Linked DNA regions of Mus musculus: region 2 is linked to region 1. Evidence: chromatin contacts called from public HiChIP or PLAC-seq data. All regions are on one chromosome and are shown on one strand. Each heading gives the region's core, a stretch centred on a gene start, on an enhancer-like site or on the middle of the called end of the contact. The rest is flanking DNA. Distances are from core to core; before and after follow the strand shown.

Evidence for each region. HiChIP or PLAC-seq counts read pairs in DNA pulled down with a chosen protein or histone mark.
Region 2: a contact with region 1 is called in an H3K4me3 HiChIP or PLAC-seq map of bone marrow-derived macrophages, with 2.7 times the contacts expected there. The contact joins the promoter of Depdc1b here to the enhancer-like site in region 1. A contact is called at or near these places in 11 of 484 Hi-C or Micro-C datasets (CD4 T cells, CD8 T cells, LSK cells and 8 more), 6 of 115 datasets of contacts at active chromatin or transcription factors (the HPC-7 cell line, bone marrow-derived macrophages, embryonic stem cells and 1 more) and 1 of 9 other capture datasets (macrophages).

What each region holds. Positions count from the first base shown.
Region 1 is chr13:108,265,297-108,270,507 of GRCm38.p6, reverse strand. It overlaps Elovl7 (ELOVL family member 7, elongation of long chain fatty acids (yeast)), which reads right to left. Exons shown (of 8, transcript NM_029001.5): 3 at 3,128-3,318. Among named protein-coding and RNA genes, the nearest start is that of Depdc1b, 48 kb to the left of the region's middle. Within about 2 kb of position 2,062, at least 28 of the 459 cell types and tissues checked have an H3K27ac peak or open chromatin away from gene starts, as enhancers often do. A contact at or near this core is called in LSK cells, bone marrow-derived dendritic cells, bone marrow-derived macrophages and 1 more, where this site is marked.
Region 2 is chr13:108,314,211-108,319,421 of GRCm38.p6, reverse strand. It overlaps Depdc1b (DEP domain containing 1B), which reads right to left and starts at 3,085. Exons shown (of 11, transcript NM_178683.4): 1 at 2,953-3,085. The coding sequence starts at 3,000.

The DNA of each region.
Region 1 (5,211 bases), core at 813-3,312:
GAGAAGCTTGGCATCAGGCCTTCTCAAAGCCACAGATGCACATACCGTTTATATGAACTCTATTCTAACTTTTCCACTTCTTGGGAGGATTCCTTTAAAATAGTGAAGGACAAAACCCGGGGTACATTCTGCTTAGATACCAAATATTGCCTATATCTACTACCTATGGGTGTTCATGCACTTTCAGTGCCTGACCCTTGAGTCTGGATTTTCTGAACATTTCAACTTTTCCCAATTAGTCGATTAAAGTGTTACACAAACAAAAACCTGCCAACAGGGTAACCATGGGCACTGGCAAGTACCCAGGAAGGGGCAGTGCTTGGCTCTGATGCCCTCTCCGCCTTTAACATAAAAACAGACCATACACAGGTCTGATACCAGCTGTATTTTGAATTCACAAGACAACTAAGGGAAGACAATGCTTTTGTTACTAACTGAAGTATAATCTGGCAGACTGTCATTCCAACACACCCACCAAGTGACCTTCTACGGGTGTTAAAAATAAAAGCCTATTGTTGGTAAGTCTGAACACTAATTCAAAGACCCTAGTGACATTCTTTTAGTTTGATGGTGGGAAGATCTTTTAAAACAGTAGCTACAAATGAAAGCCAAGTACTTGATTTTAATTGATACACATGATTGGGCTGATCCGGGGTAGGGACAATAACAGTCTCTTCTTTGCCAAGTGTCATTTATTCCTCAGCAACTGGTCAACAGCTGGCTTGGAACATCTCACTCACTATGAGGTTTATGTAACTTTTGGCTTCTGAAGCAAACATTATATTTATAGTTTCATCACTAGTTAGCTAAAGAGATAACTTTCCAATATAAAAATACACAGTTAACAGCTTTATTGAGGCTTTTGTATGTTGATTTTTTTGAGACTTGGTTTTGCTATGTAACCCAGGCTAGCCTCAAACTCAGGACTCTATTGTCTCAGCCTCCTAAGGGATTTGAGAACAGGTCTCCCGGCATCAGAGATCAGCCAAAATGGTATTTTAATATGCATAGAGAAGGAAGAAGTGGGAAAGAACAAGAGGTTGTTTTTAAAATGCACCCCATCCCTGTTCTCAACTCTACTCTGTAATATAACATCACCTCTGGAACACTGGGACTCGGGACAGTATAGGACATGCATTTCCTGCTTTAAGAAACACCTTAAAAATCAAGTCATCAGATCTTTTCAAAGCAACGAAAGGAATTTGACAGAAACAGTGAATTCTGTTTCTCAAAATTCTCAAGTCAGTGAACGATGCCATTTTCTGCTCTGCTCAGACTCAGTTCAACTGATAGAAATGACACTCTAGCCAAGGGGTTCTTAACCTGTGGGTCACAACCCCTTTGGGGGTTGAACGGCCCTTTCGTGGTGGTCAAAGATCAGATATCCTGCATATCGGATATGTTACATTAAGATTCACAGCAGCAGCAAAACTACAGTTAGGAAGTAGCAAGGAAACAATGTTATGGTTGGAGTCACCACTACAGGAAGAACTGTATTAAAGGGTCGCAGCATTAGGAGGGCTGAGAACCATCGCTCTAACAGCAGGAACTATTTACTTAACGTCGATGACTGATTGGCCACCTTACCCTGACACAAAAAAGGCTAAAAGAGAGAAATTGTGTGTGTTGGTCCTGTGTGGGTCTCACCCACTCCATCTTCATTAGGGTCTGACTTGTGCCACGTTGCTAGCAAACTCAATCACAAGAAGACAGATGAATCCTTCACGATGACATGATTCCTTGCTCCTCTATTTGGCCAAACATATATATTTATATATATTACTCTGAAACCCTGACAAAATTTTGCTCCACATCATAAACTGTGCCTGTGTCTATAATGCCCTAGTTATTTAGTCTCCGTTTGAACAGAGTGGACTTAGCATCATCCTAATATAGAGTTTAAGAACATACCAATAATCTATGGAGGTTATGACAGTTATTATCTTTAAGCTCGTAAAGAAAACGTTTGTGGTTCATGTTCAGCAGGCAGTATATCCTGAAACCATAACTCAGGTATTAGTGAAGACAGGAACTCTCTGATTCAGTTTAAAAAAAAAAAAAAAAACCCTCTTCTATGTTGTAATTCACAAAGCAGGAACCAAAACTAACTGGTTACTACTGGATTCTTTTCAAGCCTGAGAAATATAATTTGGGGTCATCACAAACAATGACAACTGTCAGAGACAGAATTGAGAAAACTAGAATACAACAGGATCCAGGGAAAACTGGCTCCATCCTGTCATTACAGCATAAGAGAACTGAGGCCTAGGATATAGAGTTACAGGTAAGATGAAGGAGCCTAGGTTCCTGCTTCGAAGCATGTCTTCACCTCTCTCACATGCATATCCTCTCTCTCTGCAAACGCGCGAGGAACCTGTCCATGGTCTAGAAAGGACAAAGAGCAGTTATCTGTGGGTTAGCGCTAGAAACAAAGAAGTGACCAGCAGCAGAGGGAAGCTAGAGTTATGCAATCTGTAGCAGGAAGGAGGTGGGTGTCACAGAGGCCAGCAAGGCCACCAGGACTCCTCACAAACCCCCAGTATGAGCAAGCACAACAAAGAACCCTAGAGACTCAGGTATGTGAGGCAGCGGAGACATGTGATGAGCAGAGGGGCAGAAAGTCAATGGACAATATCTGCTGCGTTCTGGAAGGTTCCTGTTTATCTTATAACAAGGGTCAGGGCTTTACCACTTATGACTTGGAATAAGTTGTGCCCTTTTTGGCCTCAAAGCCTGTAAAAACTAAACAGCCAAGTGAGCTCCCAGCCCTGGAGCTGCGTGCATTCCAGGATCAGGTCTCTGCTTACCAGCTGTCACTCTGTGTTCATTAATTCTTTTCTCTGTGTGTGAGTTGCCTCAAAACCAGCGTTTCTCATGTGCAAATCTCTGAACTAAATGTTGTTTTCTTTTCCCTCACTCTCCATGATGGAAACTGTCCAGAGGGCCTCAGGTTTATTTCATCTAGACATAACAATTTTGGTGTTTTTGTTGTAGTAAACACCTGCTTAGTTTCTTAATTCCTCGATTCTCAGGACAGGGGTACTCGACGGTCATAACAAGAACATACAAACATATAACAGAAGACTAAGGCAAACTTTTCCCATTTAGGAATACTGAAGACACTTGCCTCATAACACATATACACAGAAAACAGTACTATGAAAAAATTGTACGTTATCATCGCTTTCTTGAGTTCAAAGGGCTTCCGGTTCTCCATGAGCTTTGGTCCCAGAGACGTAACAAAATAGACATAGAGGCCCAGGATGATGGTTTGTGGCAGAGGCGAGGACATGAGGAGATAGTCTTCAACTCTCGGATCTAAGAGAAAGATAACAGGTAAGTACACAACCACTTAGCCCAGGAAGCAACCTTTATTTATCTCGGTGCTGACAGCACACCATTGCAAAAATCACCAGCATCTTTAAGAGGGGTGACAGGAGAAACCCCTAAGAGCAGTGAGGCTCCCCTGAGCTAAAAACAATGGGGCAGTCGTCCCCTTTATGTCTCAAAGGGTAAGAGGTATTAGTCAGCAGAACTGGAAGGGGAGCCTCTGGAGAAGCCACTCAGGAGGAGTTGTGTCACAGACTGAAGACTGCACCCTCCCTGTTAAGCCCAATGTGGTACTGCACACAAAGATCCCAGCACTTGGGAAATGGGGATGGGTGAACCAGAAATTCAAGTCAACTACAGCCGAGCATCAGCCAGTCTCAAAAACAATAAAAGGAAACAAATAAAACCCATGTGTTGAAATTCTAGCACCCAATGTGATGGATGCAAGAGCTTTGAAATCCTAGCACCCAATGTGATGGATGCAAGAGTGTCTTAGTCAGGGTTTCTATTCCTGCACAAACATCATGACCAAGATGCAAGTTGGGGAGGAAAGGGTTTATTCGGCTTACACTTCCATGCTGCTGTTTATCACCAAGGAAGTCAGGACTGGAACTCAAACAGGTCATGAAGCAGGAGCTGATACAGAGGCCATGGAGGGATGTTCTTTACTGGCTTGCTTCCCCTGGCTTGCTCAGCCTGCTCTCTTATAGAACCCAAGACTACCAGCCCAGAGATGGTCCCACCCACAAGGGGCCTTTCCCCCTTGATCACTAATTGAGAAAATGCCTTAGAGTTGGATCTCATGGAGGCATTTCCTCAACTGAAGCTCCTTTCTCTGTGATAACCCCAGCTGTGTCAAGTTGACACAAAACTAGCCAGTACAAAGAGCTTTGAAATCCTAGCACCCAATGTGATGGATGCAAGAGCTTTTCAAGAATAGAGTTAATATCATACAAAGGAACCCAGGAAGCTCTTTTTTTTTTCTGTCACATAATGACACAGAGCAAGATAACAGCAACCCAGGGGAGCCCCACAGGAGCCCCACCAGAGCACCCTGGCCTCAGATACATAACTTCTCCAAGTTCTAAGCAGCGGATATAAGCAGATCGGGAGGAGAGGGTGGCTAGTGGTGGGGCCCACCATCTGTGGCCGCTATCAATGGTCAGAAATTTCCATCTTACCTGGCAGAACAGCACTTGGGAAGGGAAGGCAAGGGACCAGGAGTTCAAGGCCATGGGATAAATGAGACACCCCCCCCCCCATCTCAAAAATATTTTTTTCCATCCAGACATTCTTTTATATTTAAAAGTGGTATATATCTGCTACTTACTCATTTTCCTCCTTTCCTAAGACAACTGGCATATTTCCTCAGATACTGTATCATAGAACCACAAAACTGAAAGGGACCATGTCAATATCTAACTCTCTAGAGTGTTTCTAAAGTGTGAGCCAGCAAATATGATGTTTTGAGCCAAATAAAATAGGTAATGCCCTTGCAGCCACAGAAACGTAAGTTCGTCCAGTTCTTGCTGCCTCCGGGCTAACAGGATTGTGGCATTTAAAAATTGCAATTTAAAACAAACTGTGATTCATTCTATAATTTCAAGCACTTGGGGTGTAATTTGACCAAGTGACCTCATGATCCCAGAGTGGAACGGAGGAAAACAGCTATAGGCAGCTTGCAGGAGCATCTGACTCAGCTGTACACAGAGCATCCCCTTCATGAGGGGTGAAAGATCTGGAGCAAGCCAGTTACCAGCAAACCTTCTCACCCCAAACTTCTTCACGAGAACGCCACGACTATCCACTCAGCTTCTCTTTTAATCCTGGACAAGTTACATTAACAGTTGACGCCAAGGGCTTTATTTAGTAAAACTGACT
Region 2 (5,211 bases), core at 1,836-4,335, 48 kb before region 1:
GCAGAGAGGGGGCGTAAGTAGAGAAGTAGAGGTCGGCCATAGCCATGTGGAGAGAGTGGGTAAAGGGCAAGAGAGAAGCAAGTAGGAAGCAGGAATAAGAGAGTAAGAGAGGGAGGAGGGGGCAAGCAGCCCCTTTATAGTGGGCCGGCCTACCTGGCTATTGCCAGGTAACTGTGGGGGTGGAGTCCAGACAGAATACCAGGGACTTTGGGCTTTGCCCTACATAACTGATGGCCACAGAATTATGGAGCTGGGGCCTCGTGTCAGGAGCCTAGGGCCTAGGAGCGTGTGGCAAACTTCCCTCCATCCATTGCAGATTAATCTGCTGGATCTCCGGGCTTTAAACCTAGCTGCCTTTCATGGTCTCACAAGGGAAGATATAATAGTCAACGCGGATCCAAAATTTCAGTTACCCACAATAAACAGGAACCTGCATAAGAGAAAATTCCAAACGTTTACAGTTCCGAAGTTTTCGGCTGCATGCAGCTCTGGGAAGCACAGCGATGTTGCTTCATGCCATCAAGTATGTGAATGAGCTCAGTGCTCACGGTGTCCACACCAAGTACGCCACTCACACAGGAGTCACTTAATGGTATTTAGGTTATCAGGCCAATTGGTGAGGTTTCACAGTGTGCGTGGTCAAGTAATCTTTATATTTTAATGACCAATAGCTCCAAAGTATTGCAGTGAACTTTAGTAGGATATATTTTCATTATTGCTGTTGTTAATCCCTCAGTGTATTAATTTACAAATTAAACCATCATGGGTATATGTACAAAAAACATATACTGTATATAATACATATGGGATCTAGTGCTATCATACTTTTAAGCAGTTTCTGTGTGTCTTGGTCACTGTTCTATTGCTGTGAAGAAACACCATGACCCAAGGCATCCCTTCTATAGAAAAACATTTAATTGGGGGCTTCAACCATTATCATCATGATAGGGAGCGAGCAGGCACTGGAGAAACAGCTAAAAGTTAAATCCTGATACACAGACTAAGACAGAGACTCTTGGCTTAGCATGGGCTTTCAAACCTCAAAACGGAACCCCAGTGACACACTTCCTCCAACAAGGCCACACCTCCCCATCCTTGTAATCTTTTCAAACAGTTCCACTCCCTGGGAACAGAGGCATTTAAATATATGAGCCTATGAGGGCCAATCTTATTCAAACCAACCATACTGGGGTTCTTGCAACATTTCCTTTCCAGATAAGGGAGGACTGCCATTATAGTTTGCAAAAGTCATTAAAACAGAACAACCCCTATCTTCCCTCAAGTCAGAACTAACAGTAGCCATGACCCCAAGTAGTTTACACGGTAGAGCCCCTTCTGAGGATGCAATTATGAATACACCATTTCTGAGACTCTCTTTATCTTGTCGCCGTTCATACCTCTTAGAAATGAGCCCTAAAGAAAACCTACATCCACTATTCATTTCACCCTCTCTTAAAATAAATGGGACCATTCTGGGGGTTCTGTGGATTACACAACGAGGTCTCCTAGCCTCTTCACAGGCACCTTAGCCATGTGGCTTTTACCACCTCTCCATGCTAAAACGTAGAAAAGGGGCCTTCAAGGTGGCTCAGTGGGTAAAGATCCTTGCCACACAAGGCTGGCAACCTGAAAATGCTTTCTTTTTAATAAAAATGAATGTCTAGATTATAGACTCAGCCATTTCATTTGCTTTGGCCAATGATGTGTGAACAAAATGTCATGATACCATGAGCCCACTTTATGAAGAATCTGAGCAAACCTGTCAAAACTTGGTTCAACCAACACTGAAGACCAGGGTACCACGTGACACCACCCAGTGCCAGTCAAATCACCAGATAGTGACACATGAATGATTTCCATTGGAAGAACCGCTGACATGAGTCCAGCCCAGACCAATGACCCTATGCAAATATGTGTTGTTTTCAGCCAAATGAAACAAGACCACAGACCCTAAAATCTTAGGGGAAACTTTACATGTGCCATGTGATCTTTTGTGTGAAGATTCATAATCTTTATTTGATTCTCCACGCGTCCCATAAGTCTAATAAAACAAAGGTCTAGCAGCCTGAAACCTAACTTCCCATCTGTAGAAGGTGGCTTGACTCCGCAGAACACAGACTACCTGGCTCTGGAAAGAAAGAAAACTACATCTCTAGCATATGAGTCTAAAACATGAGTTTGGATATTCATCCCCACCTTTTCCAGAGTAGAGAGCAGGTGAGACTTTATTGCAAGGCAATGCAGCTATGAGTCTTCACAGACAAAACTCAAAGTCCTCTAAAACCTTCTGTCTATTCCATTGTCCTAATCCGTTTGAGGGAGAAGTCAGTAAAAGTACTTCCTCCTAGAAATAAGTTTCTGAGTGGCAAAACTTGTTTCCACAAGAAAGACCCTTACCCTGGTGCATCAGCAAAGCTTTTAGATCACCTATCAGAGCTGATCCGCTACTTGAAGTAGGTGCTGACAACTGAAACTCCGGGGGCAGGAACCTTAGAGGGGCAATCCACCTCCGTGCAGTGCACCGTTACAAAGAACACTTGTCAAGTGTCAACAGTGTCACTCAGGAAGGAGTCACGCCCTGCCTGGAGCACCGCAGTCCGCAAGAGCTACCCCCATAGGTGGTCCTATGGCTCCACCCACGGTCGATCTTGCCCTGGAAGCTAGAGTAGGTCCCTAGGACAAAGGGGAACGCGATCGCCTGAGGTTCGGTTCCCCGTTAAGGCTGAAGGCGCCGTCCAAAGCCGAGCATCCAACTACCGGCGGCAGAAGTAGTTCATGCCACCTTGGTAGGGCTGACTCCGGGCCTCGTCTGCCCGCTGTGGGACAGAGTGTGCAGCAGCGACCGGAGCAGGCACACGACCACCAGCACCGGCAACCCCCGAGCGACTGCACACTGCCCGAGTCTTGGCGGTGACAGCGGCGCGGGGTCGGCTCGGCCCCACTCTCACTCACCAGCCTGGTGGCCCGGTACGGCCCGGGTCCCACTACGCGGTGCTCCATTGCCAACGCGCAGCAGTCGCGGGGCAACGCCGGCGGGGACTCCAGACGGAGCTCGCCGCGCCGCAGTTTGAATCACAAGCCCGGAGCTTCGGGGCGCTGATTGGACGTTGCGAGGGCACGTGACAGGAACTGTGTGGTGGGCGGGGCTGTTTGTGTCCTGGATTTCACTACCCGGGGTTGCGCCTCCAGCACCTAGGAGGAAAGAACACTTTCTCCTCGCCAATGGGCGCTCGGATGCTTGCGGACATGACTGATCGCGCCGCGTACCGCCGGCACACAGTGGATGGCGCTGCCCAAAACCTACCGGGACTGTCCCTGCCGCGAGTCCACTCGGAACACCAGCTCTGCAGCCTCGGAGCCCAGTGAGCCAAACCTAGCTGGAACCCGATAGATAATTCCTGTCAGCACCCAGGGCAGAGAATCCGGAGGTTAGCAAAGAGGAAGAAGTGGGTGGTGAAAGGAAGCGAGTTGACTTGACAGCTGTCCAAGGGGAAGGACATTTCTAAAGCAGATAAAGGCAACCTGCCATAAGGAGTGTAGAAAGAGCGATAAGGAGAGGCATGGTCAGCGTCTGCTGTGTTCCCTTGATAAATAAAGTACAGTAATCTTTCTCCTCCTTGAACTTAGGTTTTGTATTTAGGAATCTGACAGAAATTGTCAGTCCTTTGTGGGGTTGATGAATTCGTCTTCTCTGCACTGAATCACCTACACATCTCCTGCCCGTGGGAATTGCTGGTCCAACTTGCAACTGTTGAAAGAGACAAATGACTTCACTTTATACTATATGCCTTTAGCTCGGTGACAATGAATCTATGTCTGGACTCCTCCGTGAAGACTGCTGAACAACTCCACCTTGATCATAGAAGGTGATAGGCAATAGACATATTAGACAGTGATTAATTCAATAGCTAGTGATTAATTCAGACCCTCAAAACTGGTGAAAGTCCTGAGAATAAATAGGGCTGAGCATGGGACACTGGTATGAACACCCGTAAGATGCTGTCTTCCGAACATAATATGGTTGACCTGGCTGTTCATTCATGAATTCACAGCAAGACCTACACACGATGGAGCCTGTCAATCAATATTCTAGCATACCAGGGCAGGAAGGGCGTATGAGCCAGTAGTGAGGAGATTATTGGAAATGAATGGCTGCTGAGAGATGCCATCTATTTTCTTCCAGTAAAGAGCCTAACACCCATGCTCATGTTTGGAACCCTAATTAAACTCAGTGAGTCACTGTCTTAATCAGGGTTTCTATTCCTGCACAAACATCATGACCAAGAAGCAAGTTGGGGAGGAAAAGGTTTATTCAGCTTACACTTCCATACTGCTGTTCATCACCAGGGAAGTCAGGACTGGAACTCAAGCAGGTCAGAAAACAGGAGCTGATGCAGAGGCCATGGAGGGATGTTCTTTACTGGCTTGCTTCCCCTGGCTTGCTCAGCCTGCTCTCTTATAGAACCAAGACTACAAGCCCAGAGATGATCCCACCCACAAGGGACCCCTTGATCACTAATTGAGAGAGTGCCTTACAAATGTATCTCATGGAGGCATTTCCTCAACTGAAGCTCCTTTCTCTGTGATAACTCCAGCCTGTGTCAAGTTGACACAAAACTAGCCAGTACAGTCACTAAAAGAAAAGAAACCAAGATCACAAACTAAAGCCTGGATATGCTCAGTTCCGATTTTTGAGGGCCTGAGGTGAGACAGCTCTGGTAGTAAAGGCACTTTCTGCTAAGGCCAATGAGTTTGATCCTAAGAGGCTACATGGTGGAAGGAGAGAACTGACTGCCAGGAGTTATGCTCTGACCTTCACAAGTGTGCTGTATCATGCTCAGACACAAACACACATACATAATAAAATAAACCAATCCAGATTCAAAACAGAGATTGCTGAACAAAGACTGAAACCCCCCATCTCATCCTACCCTGTCCAGGTGTATATTTAGTCTTGTTATGAAAGACAAAAACAAACAAGCAAAAAAACAAAACCTGATTGGTCTTATATATGCTGAATATATATTACTTTTGTAAATTTAAAAAGAGGTAACTTTACTTCTTTATACCTCCAAATGTTGTGGAATGGTCCTGCTTGTCTATGATGAGAGTTGCCAAAGTATGCCTATATACTTTAATATAAGAGGCAGATGGAAAAGAAATTCTAGTCTTGTCCACCATGATGGTAAAGCTGGAATCCTGCAACAAAGT